4 separate regions of the Zea mays genome follow, and all the other regions are linked to region 1. Evidence: chromatin contacts called from public Hi-C data. All regions are on one chromosome and are shown on one strand. Each heading gives the region's core, a stretch centred on a gene start, on an enhancer-like site or on the middle of the called end of the contact. The rest is flanking DNA. Distances are from core to core; before and after follow the strand shown.

Region 1 (3,022 bases), core at 94-2,593:
GGGCGTGTTCGGCTGGCTACAAGCCGACACTGTTGCAGCTGTTTGGACTGCTGCAGCTGCAATCCATAGAGAGAAAAATACTGTAGAAGCCGCAGCCGCAGCCGGATTGCAGCCGCAGCAAGCCGCAGCGAACAAGCTGAGTATCAAAAGCAATACTATTACCACAACAGTGTAACAAGTACTATTATCACAACAGCCTAACAAAACTTATATGATTTAACGTTATTGCCTTGTGGTGAGGTGATTAACCGATTATATGGGAACATGAACAGAGTGATATATAACATACTGAAGTACTAGACTGCAAGCCTTGTTGAACATCAGTAGTCAAGATACCTGAGCATGGATGACAATCTCGCCACGGACTGCATACTCACATTTCAAGACCTGTAATAGTTGTCAGTGTATTAGCTAGGCATGAGAAGCCACACTCGCCTTACCTAGACAAGCAAAGCACGAAAGCTATTGTCTATGAAACAGGTGGAGATCAAGATCACACGACATTCAATAGGTTTAGTAACAAAGTACAGCTTGCCAACGTTGTAGTACCTCAGATCTCGCATAAATAGTACAGCATCAACCTATCATCATTTTGCACCAGAATGGGGCAGCAGTTCAAACAAACCGCCGTATCCCCTTTTGAAGTCAAAGGGGAGAAAAAGGATACTGACATAGATGACATTAAACTATTCGATCACAACAAAACAAAACAAAAAGAAAAGGCACTCCAGCAGCTCGAGTCGCACTGAGATCTAACTCTGGGTTGAGAGAGAGCGATAGCAACTAGTGATCCCGGTAAAAGGAACTACACTTGTTCCCAACATCTTACTGTTGGAACTTTGCGCCGGTGCAGTTATTTTACAAATATCCTAAAAAAATCTCATTTGATTTCAAAGTATGAATCAAAACCGGATCATCAGAACAAGAACTAAGCACGCATGTACCACTGCAGCGAATCAAGGATAATCTTTTCACCCCAAATTTCTCAAGCAAACGAGAATCAAAGCCGCGGCTCAGATGAATCAGGGATATGCAGAACGCAGCACATCCACAGTGCTTCTTTCTGTCTCGTCAAAGCCCAAACTTCCCACCGAAGAATCCATCAAAACGGAACCTTCAATGGACAGACAGGTAGACAGGGCGAGGAAAACGGGCGGTGCTGTCACCTTGGGGTTGAGGTTTTCCACGGCGACGCTGGGGGCCATGGCGAACACGAGGGATCAGCTTCGCAGCGACGGAAGGATTGCGTACAAGCCGAGGACAACGGGCCGCGTCCCTCTCTCACAGTGCGGCTTCGTGGCGAATCGGGGCAGCGAAACCAGATGTTTGGCGTTGTCGAAAAAAAAGGCCAGATGGCTGGTGCTTATAAAAGGCGGCCACGGGCGTACAGGGGGAGGGAACGACGGAAGCAGACAAACAAGAGGCGCACGCCAGAAAGCGAGTGGAAGGAGAACGGAGGGCCGGTGGCCACAGCCGCGGTTTTGCGTTAATTAAAATAAAACAAACAAAGTCACTCTTTGGTATTTATTACAATAAAAAAGTCTCAGATCAATGCTGTAGATGAGCTTGCCTAGATTGCATCATGCAATTTTGGCACTTTTATGTTCCTTCTCTCGTACATGCAACTACTATGAATAACTTGGCTTCTCTTTCTGTGCCGATTCAAGCTATGCGAGTTTTTTTATTTCTTATCTGCGATGTGATGCGGGATGTTTCCCTTGTTGTTTCCCTCTTTCGTTCCAATTTATAATTCATTTAAAAATTTTATCGTAATTTTGATTAACTTGTCTAATTAAAAAATATAATTATTATTAATTTTTACTGTGATATTGTTTATCATGTAATACACATTAAGTATGGCTTTAATTTTTTCTTTTTTTCTTAAGAATTTTGAATGAAACGAGCTGGTCAGACTTATAAAAAATTATAATAAATAATAAATTAGGACACAAGGAGTAAAACATTTAAAAAGTTTATCTATCAATGTCATTTCTAATAAAATGTTGGCTCCGTTGACTAGAGCTAATGAAAGACTATTTGATCCTACGAAAGATATATGGAACTATCAACTATATAATACATTCTTTAACGAAATTGGAGAAGGCGAAGCCCATGTAGAAATTTATTAAAAACCAAAAGATGAGTGAAAATTAAAAGTTTAACAACAAAACTTCAAGAGACAAAAAATGAAATGAAGAAAGTAAAAGTACAGAAGAAGGCAACAGCAGATTCTGGATCCATAAATCAAAGAGAGTTGAATGTTTAGCGTTTGCCCTGGAGGTGATCAGTTTTATCTTTTTTCCGTAAGTTTCTTCCAAAGAATGGAAGTGAGGTTCAACATTGTTGAATAGTACATTTTTGTCGGTAACGATGGCACACAGTCATATTTGATATAAATAAAAATATTTTAATATTAAAGTACACATATGGTTCACATATTAAATATTAAACTGATAAAAACAAATATTACACTTTATTTTCTCCAAAATGTCAAGAAAGATATGAGTTGAAAACGAGCCTGACCCTTTTCTTATAGCTCATTTGATCGTTCGTTCTCTTTTAGCTAACGAGGTGGTACTATATGGAAGCGCTGCGCTGCGAGTGACTTTCTGTCATGTTAAGCTTGGATAGTTTCTCATGGCTAATTTGTGATGTAACGATCCATTAGTAGGCAATAATCGGGGGAAATGAATAGACTTACGTGTTTTGCATGTGTTTTGCATATGACGCACGACGTACAAAACTAGTGCTCTAAAGTAGTAGTGATTAGATCAGTTTTTGCATTTCGAATGACCCAAGTAATTGAGATTGCCACCACCAGAAAGAACTTTGGGCAAGACTGGTTTCTGATAGCTTGAAAAAGTATCTATGGAAGTTAGGGCCTATTCGGTTCGCTGCCTTATTTTCCACAGTTTGTCATGACTAAGGTTAGACATGTTTTACTGAGTTAGGTATGTGTTTAGTTTGTAGCCACAATTATGACATGATTTTTCTCCTGCTATGTAGGTCTCACTCGTTAATG
Region 2 (3,394 bases), core at 92-2,591, 270 kb after region 1:
GGAGTAAAATTCCCTGGAACTCGGGCTGTTAGTCAAGCAGTATTCTGAACTTAGACTGACAGTGGCATTAGGTTGACTTTGGAGCTAAATTTAGGATGATCCAGTAAAGTTAAGCCCAAGATTCCTGTGACAAAGTTGAAGATGTTATATGGGAGAACAACTTTGCTGCAGTCGTGTTGGTATGCTACTACATGGAAAGGGGAGTAAAATGCTCCCCAAAACTCCATGTCAGTCTGTCTCATATGGTTGTTCAGTGTAACAGTTAACTGAAGAAGATCAGGTTCACTGCACTTCGCCGCCGACGATCTTGCGTCGTGGTCTGCGTGTCGGTTGAGAAGTGTGCGCGCAGCGGCGCAGGTGAGTGAAAATATCGGCGGGGAGGGTGAAAAGATCGTCGTGGGGTGAACTTGGGCCCTGTCGCAAGCTTGCCCGTAGCACCGCTTGCCCAGCGTCATGGCCATGGGATCGTCGTCGTTGATCCATCGTCCTCCCGGTTGTGCCACACGGTAATTCATTTATTACCTCGCAGTAGTCATGGCGGCTGTCGAAGAGTACCACTAGGTCATCGGGTTACCAAAGCACCATGGTGAATGAGCTCGGGTGACTCATCCACTCAATGCCATGAGCTCAACCTTGCCCAAATTCGTGGCACTGGTGGTCGATCCCTATAAATTGACGACTCTCTTATCTTTGCCCTCTTGTTACGGACCCAGTGCACCACCACTCACTTCATTTCATCGACCATAGCCTGAGAACTCTGGATTTCCCCGGAATTGGCTGGAACGCCGCCGCGAGAGACCTCGCCGTGGCCAGAGAATTCCAGGTTGGTTTATACCTCTCTGGTTTGTGTTCTAGTGTCCTTAGGGTCTCATGTTTCTCGTCGACTTGACCATTTGAACTCTATCGTAGTAAACTAGCCGGACCATTGTCTTGTCATTGCGGAACGCTGCCATGGGCCATCGCAACAGGAATAGCCAATTTGGGCTTTCCTCCTATGGTCTCTGCCACCGTTCCCAAACCTAGACATACTCGTGATGCTTACCGTGTCCTCAATTTGAACTCTACCATACCCGAACCCCGGAACCAAGCTTGGTTACCCTCGGTGTCCGCCATGAACTTGAGCAGCCGAGACTGCGGACCATAGATGCTCGATTAACCATGGAGTAGAGGTCGGGTAGGTTCAAAAATAAGACTCGGGTGCTCACTACCACCAGAACAGGTCACCGGAGATGAGTCGGGGCGGCTCCGACCAAGTGTTCGATCGGTGCATGGTCGGGGACGTGACCCCATGAAGGAATAGAAATAAGAGGGCTTAAGCGAAAAGGTCAGCAACACAGTGAACAATATTGTGGACTCTTCACTAGTTATTTGAATGGCCAGGGGCCTTTGCGCAAAGTCGCGCGCGAGCGCGGGCTTCGGTCGCGGAGGCTGCCTTTTGGGCAGGATGGGCCAACTCAGGCTGAATTCGACCCGGTCCTATTCATAATTTGCTGATAGCGTGAAATCCATTAATCCGTGTTTGCTATATTAGAGCCTCAGCCTCTCAACCGACATATAGAGTTGTGTCCAGTATTGTACATAATGTTTCACATAGCGAGGTTCAAACATATCCATATGTTACTATATTAAATCTAAGTACAGATGCATAATTCATGCAAGATATTTGCATGAAAAACATGAATGCCTGAATGGCATCATTCAAATGCTTTATATAGGCATGTATCTATAGCATTTTCTTACTGCATACTGCAATTTATTTATCAAACTGGACATTTACGGAAGTGAACTGATAAGGCTTTGTTTGGTTATAGTGGGATTGAAGTGGATTGAGGTGTATTGAAGGGGATTGAAAAAAAATTAGTTCATATTACACTCCAATACACCACATACCACCTCAATCCACTTCAATATCATATTATCCAAACAAGCCCTAAGTAGGGTGAGAATTTAGGAGGTGTGGGAATCTGCACCACTCCATCGTACAATTCTGTCACCTACGGACCTCCATCATATTACCACATTCTGGATGATATCTTCAATTCAATAAGATGACATCATTTAAAATAAATTAAACTGACACTATTTTAATATTTGAGGAATCCATAAGCATAAGATATAAATAAATTAAAGCCATTATTGACTAAGTCATAAATTTTTAGTGACGAGGTCTCACTGTTACATTTTAGTCATAATTAAAGGAACATCCTAACAACATCAAGATGCATTTCAGTGAATTTGTAACATTTGCCATCACTAGCAGGCTTGTCTAGGCGGTGACGAACACTGACCTTTACCTGTTCGACGACAGCACTAGCAAAGCTCGTGGGTTGTGCCCACTAGAGAACACGTCGACATCAGAGGGTAGGCCAGCTGGGACTAACAACCGGAGGCAGGCGGGAGATTAACGTCGGAGGGTAGGTCGGCAAGGGTCCCTAGTCCCAGCAGGCAAGCAGTGGCGGCGCGCTCCTGTGCTGGTCTCGAGTGGATAAGGCATGGGTGACGAGAGGGTGGAGAGGAAGTGGGTCGAAATGGTTCACTTGTTTTTGAGGAATCACTAGAACCCATATTTTCAATAAGTATTTCGACCCAGAACCAACCTAACCCGCGGGTCTTTTGAACCAAACACGAGTTGTTGTGGATTGAACCCGTTCCAACCCGCGTTAACTGAAAGGGAAAAGTGCCCTTGGGCCATTTCTAAGTATTTTGGTGATTTAGTGTCCAACACAAGTGCTTAAATGATAAACTATGCCAAATGGTGGATAAGGTGCAAATAAATACAAAGGTATGATTCTAGACTTAGTACATTGGTTTTTGTGTACTAACATGTTTGTCTAAGTGCTAGAATCAGAGAAAATACAATTGGAAAAGCTTGGCTCGAAGCAGCCAAGAGTCTGCTCAGTCTAGGTGCACCGGACAGTGACCGGTGCGTCAGGCTGGCGTCTGTCAACTGGCTGCTCTCGGGTTTCATCGGCGGCGTACGACTATAAATCACCGGACTGTCCGGTGGTGCACCGGACTGTCCGGTGAGCCAACGGTCGGCCGCGTAATCCGCGCGCGACGCGTGGCAGAGCCAATGGTCAGAAGGGGCACCGGACTGTCCGGTGTGCACCGGACAGTGTCCGGTGCGCCAACGGTCGGCTTCGCCAAAGAAGGAAAGAAATCTGCACCGGACTGCCCGGTGCGCCAGGCGACAGAAGGCAAGAATTGCCTTCCTGGAATGCTCTCAACGGCTCCTAGCTGCCTTGGGGCTATAAAAGGGACCCCTAGGCGCATGGAGGAGAACACCAAGCATCCTTTGAGCATTGTTGATCACTCACACTTCATTCTTGCGCACTTGTTCGACATTCTTAGTGATTTGAGCTCTGTTCTAGTGAGAACCTTGAGATATTGTTTT
Region 3 (3,223 bases), core at 37-2,536, 450 kb after region 1:
TTATGCTATAAATAAATGATTAGTCGTGTTTTTTATGACCTTCGGAAGAGAAAATCCCCAAACATTCACTTACATATTGCTCCTAGCTTAATGCACATTTCAAGTGAGCAATCAAGTAAAGAGTCTTTCTTTCTCTCATCTTCTCATCCGAACTTGGTTTTTAGTTACTCTAACCCATAAATTGGACCTAGTTTATGTTGTTTGAAACAAGTTTTGCAGGATCACCTATTCACCCCTCTAGGTGTCAGGAAGATAAAAGGGGGCTGTAGGGTTTAGAATCTAGAAAGTTACAGATTCCTACTATCGCGAAGTCTCGCACGATTATGTGTCCACGTTTGGACGATTTTCACCAAAGTGATTCTTACAAACGTGAACTGAAAAGCTAAACATTTGACCGTATGTAGCAGCTTCTAGCGGTCAGAAGCTAAAAAACCAAAGCAAACACCACCACAGAAATATTGGCACTCGTCACTAGTCTTTGACTCTTCATTGCAACAAATATAACATTCTTTTTGGTGAGTCCATACCATTTTTTTCAAGAAAAACAATATTCGAGAACCCTCGTCCCATGTTTAGGACAAAAGTATTTTAGATTCACTTAGCAATTGTCAAAGGTTGAAGATAAAATTATTGTAATAAAATTATTACATATTTACAAGAAAACATTATAGATTGTGAAAATATTCTATGTTCAAGTGAAAACGGTTTCTAGCTTCATTAAGAAAAGATGTTCAACATAAATAAAACAAAAAATATTCCATTGTGTTTATTTACAATGTCCTAATAATTGTTATCATTTCTCCCCTAATTTGGAATCAATTTTTATATTAACCATCGAGTCATCGACAAAAAGTGTGTCACGGAGAAAATAAATACGAAATAAAAGAGTAACAAACAAAAAAAAAGATAAAGAAAAAAATAACGAAAAAATTGCAAAAGAAATACTTAAAAAAACCAACCCAAGAGAAGGCGCCCCAAGGGATGAAAACGGTTTTAGAATTTTTTCCGACCGGAATCGTCGGTATCGGTATTTCTCGAAATCGGAATCGGTCATCGGAATTTTAGATCAGAATCGGTATTGAAATCGGTACAATCCTTTATCGACCGTTTTCTTCAGTTACCGTTTTGAGTCGGAATTTACCGAATTCAAAATTCAGAATTTATCGAAACTCATGGTCCAGCTCAAATTCTAAATTCACAACTCATGGGCGGCCCATGGTTCAGCAAGCAGCCCAGGCCACCACAAGTCCACAACCCAATTGTCGTCGGCCACTGCTCTTCCACTTGCAGTCTTCCGTCGCCCTCGCCCCTCGCCCAGGCACAGCCGCACAGCAAGCATAGCCGCCACCGCCAGTCGCCACTGCTCAGCTCGGCGCTCCATGGCGTGCCCCCAAATTCCGTGACGGCGTGACTCGTCTTCCTCCTTTCCTCTCTGCCGGGCTGCACGTGCAGACCACGGACGAACACACTGCCCCCAAGGCCCCAATCCAGTAAGTAATCTGTAATCCCTAATCTAGCTTTGTGGCCATGGATGCACGCACCCTCTGCCGGACGCACCCAGCCGCCATGGACGCACGGACGCACCCACTCCAAGCAAGGGCAACTCCAGCCGCCATGGACGCACACGCACCCAGCTGCACCTGCACAGACACACTCCAGTCCTCCTCCTGCCGCTGCTCTTCCTCCTCGCGCGCCGGACGCATCCGCTGCTCTTCCTCCTCCTCGCGCGCCGGACGAACTGACGCACCCACTGGCCACTGGTTAAGGGGATATTATAGCAAAGTATTAAATTTTTCCTCCACAGAGAAGTATCAATTTCGTTATCAAATGTCATGTTCCTAGGATAAACTCCAGTGCGCTTGGTTGGTGAGGATAAATAAACAGGAAGAACCAGATGCCAAACGGATAGCAAAGAGGATTCTAGAATACGTCGGGAATCAAGTTGCCACAAGCCACGACAACTTCCGCAGTCATAGTAATTAACCCCCAACAAAATTATAGCTGCAAAATCACAGAGACTACCCTGCCACGAGTTAATAGCAAGCAGCTTTGCTGGGGTCTGATACACACAGCCTTCTTCTATGCTCGAGAGCAATAAAACTTTTCTCCCACAGCACCTCTCGACGGAACATGACTATGCAGGTCAAGTATATAGTCAGTGTCTCGAGCCTGACATTCTTTAAATCTACACTTATTGTTCACACAAAGGGGAGTAAATATTTCGACTCGGAAGAGAGGACCTTCTTGACGAACTGTTGTTCTTCAGATGATCCTGGTGGGCGTGGCTCTAAGAAGAGCAGCACCGCGACGTAAGGCCGCCAGAATTTGTTGCTGACACTTGAATGGACTGTCTCTCTCTGAGGTTACCAGACCCCAAACCAGACTCCTCCGAAGACAGGGGCTTCTTGCTGATTATCCGGTAGATCTCGGCTAGAACGGTGTGGAAGGCCTTCTCCACAATTCAGAATCTGCTTTTAGTGCGGGTGGTCATGTACTTGTGTTTTTGTGATATTTATAAACTTTGTTGTATTGTGATATTTTCATATTGATATGGTTACCGATTGTATTTTAGATTCCGACCGATACCGATGTATTTTTTGTACCGAACTTCTGTTTCCGATGATTCCGAAATACCGATGTCGTTTCCGTTTCCGGAATTACCGTTTCCGATTTCATTTCCGATAAAAATATGAAAACGGTAACGGTTTTAGTGTTTTCCGATCGTTTCCGACCGTTTTCATCCCCGCTGTCCCTGGCCTTGGGCCGAATAACCCCGCACTCGGCTACGGCCGTCGTTCTCATCCGTTCCTTCACCCTGCGTGTGCTCTCTTTCCTCCCATCTCTCTCCGACTAGCCGATCACTGGGTGGGCTACCGCCGCCGCCACCCTGCGCCAGGTGCCGAGGCCTTCGTCGGTCTCTTCTCCGGCGACGAGCACCCACCAGGTATTCCTCCCCTTCTTTTCCTTCCATGCTGAACGCAACCGAGCACCCAAACCCTTACTCAAAGCTATTTGGCTATTTGATGCCCTACTAACTTTTTTGCATGAATTATTGGGTGCACATGTGTACACCCACGTACTGGTCCGCCCCTGGTTGCCGTTCTCTGGGATTCTTGTTTCTTTCAGAATGCTGATTCTGCTTCCTCTCTGTCTCGTTTCAGAGTAAGCAGCTGCTGTCGAAGTGTACATGAGCAATGGTTTGTGTTGGGTCCAAGGCAATTAG
Region 4 (3,067 bases), core at 284-2,783, 390 kb after region 1:
TACCTACAGTTTCCTTCATCGAACTAATAACCGAATTAGCAATCCGACTCACCACAGAATTATCACGATTAAAGACCTAGTTAGACCATTCATCAATCCACTAACACGAATAAAAATTCAGCTTACCAAGCCAAATCGATCCAAAATCCACAAGAACAACGACGAACTTTGATTCAGGCGTTCCACCGAACATCTGGCAAACGTCAATCTGGGGCTTCATTATCTACACCTTCTAAGCTCCTTTTTCAATCTCAAACTGTGAGTCACCCTCACGAAACACAGGATCAACCATGGGTGGTTAGCGAGGTCGACATAGGACTGGGGCAGAACTGCTGAAATTGGAAGACAACGATGGGGACGATGTGAGCGCGGCAGGGAGCAAGGCGAGGTCACAGTCGGGTGAACTCTATGGCGCAGATTGCTCCGTGGCCTGGACGGCTACCACGACGCGCACGACGTTGCCACGCCACGACGAACTCTCAGCACCAATCGGACCCAAACTGCAAACCGAACAGCGTATCCAAACCAAACTCGTCTCGCTCCTGCCTCCAGGCGTCACACAAAGAAGCAAGTGAGGGCGCGCCATGGGAAGCAGTGGTGTGCAGTCATGGGAGATGAGCAGAGGCGTAGGACAGCTTGGGACCGGGCTCAGAGACGATGACCAGGGGAATGGCTCAGTTCAGCCTGGGCGCGACTCGCTAGGCGAACAGAGCGTGCAGCAACGGGTGCTCGAGGCGGTGCTCCATGGCCGAGGGCAGGGAGAGACGCCGACCAGCCGAGCATCGAGGGGGAGAGGGCGACGTCGGGGAAGAAGATGAGGAGCGCCACGAGCTGAAGACGAATTTGGAAACTGCATGCGCGGCAAAATCCTGGGCGTGACGGTGACCATAGCCAAGCAGAGGTGCGCGGCTTGGGGAAACACCAGGGAGATGAACACGCCACCATGGCTGAAGCTGGAGGCCGGACAGGGCTAGAGAAGAGAGAAAAGAGAAGGCTGGAGCGGCGTCCGGACTTGGACTCCAGGGAGGCGGCCGAGCAGAGGAGGGATCCAGGGGAGCCGCCATGGGAGGGGCAGGAAAGAACTACCGTGGTGCGCAGGGCTCCATGACGCGGTGGGCTGAGGGAGAGGCAGAGCGCGCACGCACACGAGGGAGCTTCGCGGCTGGGGAAAAACTCGACCAGCCATGGCGAGCAGGGAGAGGAAGAAGCCCCGGCCAAGGAGAAGCAGCGGGGCGCGCGGAAGAGAGGAAGCTGGGCGCGGCTACCAGGAAGCAGAGGCGCGCGCCGAGGGCGAGGTGACGGACGGCGCATCGGGAATGGGAGCTCGAAGCCGAGCTCAACCACACGGGTACGACAAACGGAGGTGGAAGACGAGCTGATAAAAATCAGAAACCAGAGCGTGCGTGGGGAAAATGAAGATGGCAAGCGCAACGGGTAAAAATCCCAGGGAGATGGGATCGACAGGCTGGAGCGGTGGAAATATCCTATGTGCTAAGCGGCGTGGAGAGGATAAGAGCGCGCGTAAAAACAATCCTCAGCAGCAGCGGCTGGCGAGTCTAAGGCTCTAAGCACATCGGCGGCCAGATTTTTTTACGCGATAGAGGATGAGGACGACAGATCGGCTCAATGGCTAAGGGAAAATATCCAGCGACTGTAGGGGGTAAGAACAAACGCAGAACGAAAATCAACGCTAGCACATGAGAGGAAGATAACGTGAAACAATTCTCGGAGTCATATGAATCTTTAACCAGTTAATTTTATATCCGAACGTTTGGATCAGGGCGAGATGCAACCAATCGTGATTAAGACAATTTCGACTTTGATATTTTAATTTACGACTGATTTCGTTGAAGTCAAACCGATTAGCAATTATTTGAGTTCGGCTCTAATTATCTTTATTTGCTTTGAACGATTTACCACTAAATACTCATGATTATCCACCTCGCGCAAAATTTCTCTCAGATAATGTGTGATCCTAATTATTTTGCACTGAGTATTTTAGAGGTGGCTTTGTATGTGTTTACAGGTGGTGTTTCCTGAACGGAGAGGTGCTAATCAGATAAAAATGATGGAGTTCCCCTGGGCCTTATATACACGACCGTGGGGCACTCCCTACGCACACGATGATCACATTCTTCCAGCATATCTCCTAGCTAATAACGAACTAACTTAGCTTATCTTGAGGAAAACCCGACCACTTCATCCCGATCAATCTCCGCTCTTTGAGGGCGCCGGGCGCGGGAAAAACGGTCGATTCCCTTAAGATTAGGCATAATCCACGGACGATCCAGGCACGAGCCCACTGCCTTCTTAGGTCGGTCGTTTCAATTGTAGTCTTTGTTTGGCCCACGATGAGACGACCTCGTGGGGCGACTAGTCTGTGGCCCCATGCAAGGGTTTTCGCCTTCTAGTGGACCTGGGGGATATCTGTTCCCCACAAGCCCCCAATCTTTGAGTTGATTTTGAAATAATCGACTCAAAGGTTCTTGGTCCTGCCTGTGAGTTCGTTGCATGACCCGATTTTATACTGTTGTTGGGTCCCATTGGGTGTAGCCCCCAATCTTTGAGTGGATTTTAGAAGTAATCCATTCAAAGGTCTTCATCTATTATGCTTTTGAAATCAGCATTTTCGCCTTAAGGTATAGTGAATCTGTTGGGTGCACCGAAGGTGCACCCAATGTGTGTAGCCCCCGAGCTTTGAGTGGATTTTAGAAGTAATCCATTAAAAGGTCTTCATCTTTATGCTTTTAAATCATCATTTTGGCCTTAAGGTATTGTGAATCTGTTGGGTGCACCCAATGGGTGTAGCCCCCGAGCTTTGAGTGGATTTTGGAAGTAATCCATTCAAAGGTATTCATCTTTATGCTTTTGAAATCAGCATTTTGGCCTCAAGGTATTGTGAATCTATTGGGTGCACCCATTGGGTGTAGCCCCGAGCTTTGAGTGGATTTTGGAGGTAATCCATTCAAAGGTCTTCATCTTTATGCTTTTGAAATCAGCATTTTCAGAATAACCAGGCGATGCCATCTGTCCATGCCTTGTTAGGTATGTAATCAATTTGATCGGT

What was found. A called contact is a pair of places that touch in the nucleus more often than the background predicts.
Region 2: a contact with region 1 is called in a Hi-C map of leaf, with 8 times the contacts expected there. The contact joins the enhancer-like site here to the promoter of LOC100193705 in region 1. A contact is called at or near these places in 8 of 25 Hi-C or Micro-C datasets (ear, endosperm, leaf and 1 more).
Region 3: a Hi-C map of leaf shows a contact between it and region 1, with 4 times the contacts expected there. The contact joins the promoter of LOC100383838 here to the promoter of LOC100193705 in region 1. A contact is called at or near these places in 7 of 25 Hi-C or Micro-C datasets (bundle sheath, ear, endosperm and 3 more).
Region 4: a Hi-C map of leaf shows a contact between it and region 1, with 5 times the contacts expected there. The contact joins the enhancer-like site here to the promoter of LOC100193705 in region 1. A contact is called at or near these places in 2 of 25 Hi-C or Micro-C datasets (bundle sheath and leaf).

What each region holds. Positions count from the first base shown.
Region 1 is chr1:145,242,525-145,245,546 of Zm-B73-REFERENCE-NAM-5.0, reverse strand. LOC100193705 (Alanine aminotransferase 2 mitochondrial) reads right to left here and starts at 1,343. Exons shown (of 15, transcript NM_001327768.1): 1 at 1,167-1,343; 2 at 337-387. The coding sequence starts at 1,205.
Region 2 is chr1:144,975,853-144,979,246 of Zm-B73-REFERENCE-NAM-5.0, reverse strand. No RefSeq gene overlaps it. Among protein-coding and RNA genes, the nearest start is that of LOC103639215, 42 kb to the right of the region's middle. Within about 2 kb of position 1,341, at least 14 of the 20 cell types and tissues checked have an H3K27ac peak or open chromatin away from gene starts, as enhancers often do. A contact at or near this core is called in ear, leaf and tassel, where this site is marked.
Region 3 is chr1:144,795,770-144,798,992 of Zm-B73-REFERENCE-NAM-5.0, reverse strand. It overlaps LOC100383838 (Pumilio homolog 23), which reads left to right and starts at 1,286. Exons shown (of 11, transcript NM_001362164.1): 1 at 1,286-1,490; 2 at 3,162-3,223. The coding sequence starts at 3,195.
Region 4 is chr1:144,856,852-144,859,918 of Zm-B73-REFERENCE-NAM-5.0, reverse strand. No RefSeq gene overlaps it. Among protein-coding and RNA genes, the nearest start is that of LOC100383838, 61 kb to the right of the region's middle. Within about 2 kb of position 1,533, at least 11 of the 20 cell types and tissues checked have an H3K27ac peak or open chromatin away from gene starts, as enhancers often do. A contact at or near this core is called in bundle sheath and leaf, where this site is marked.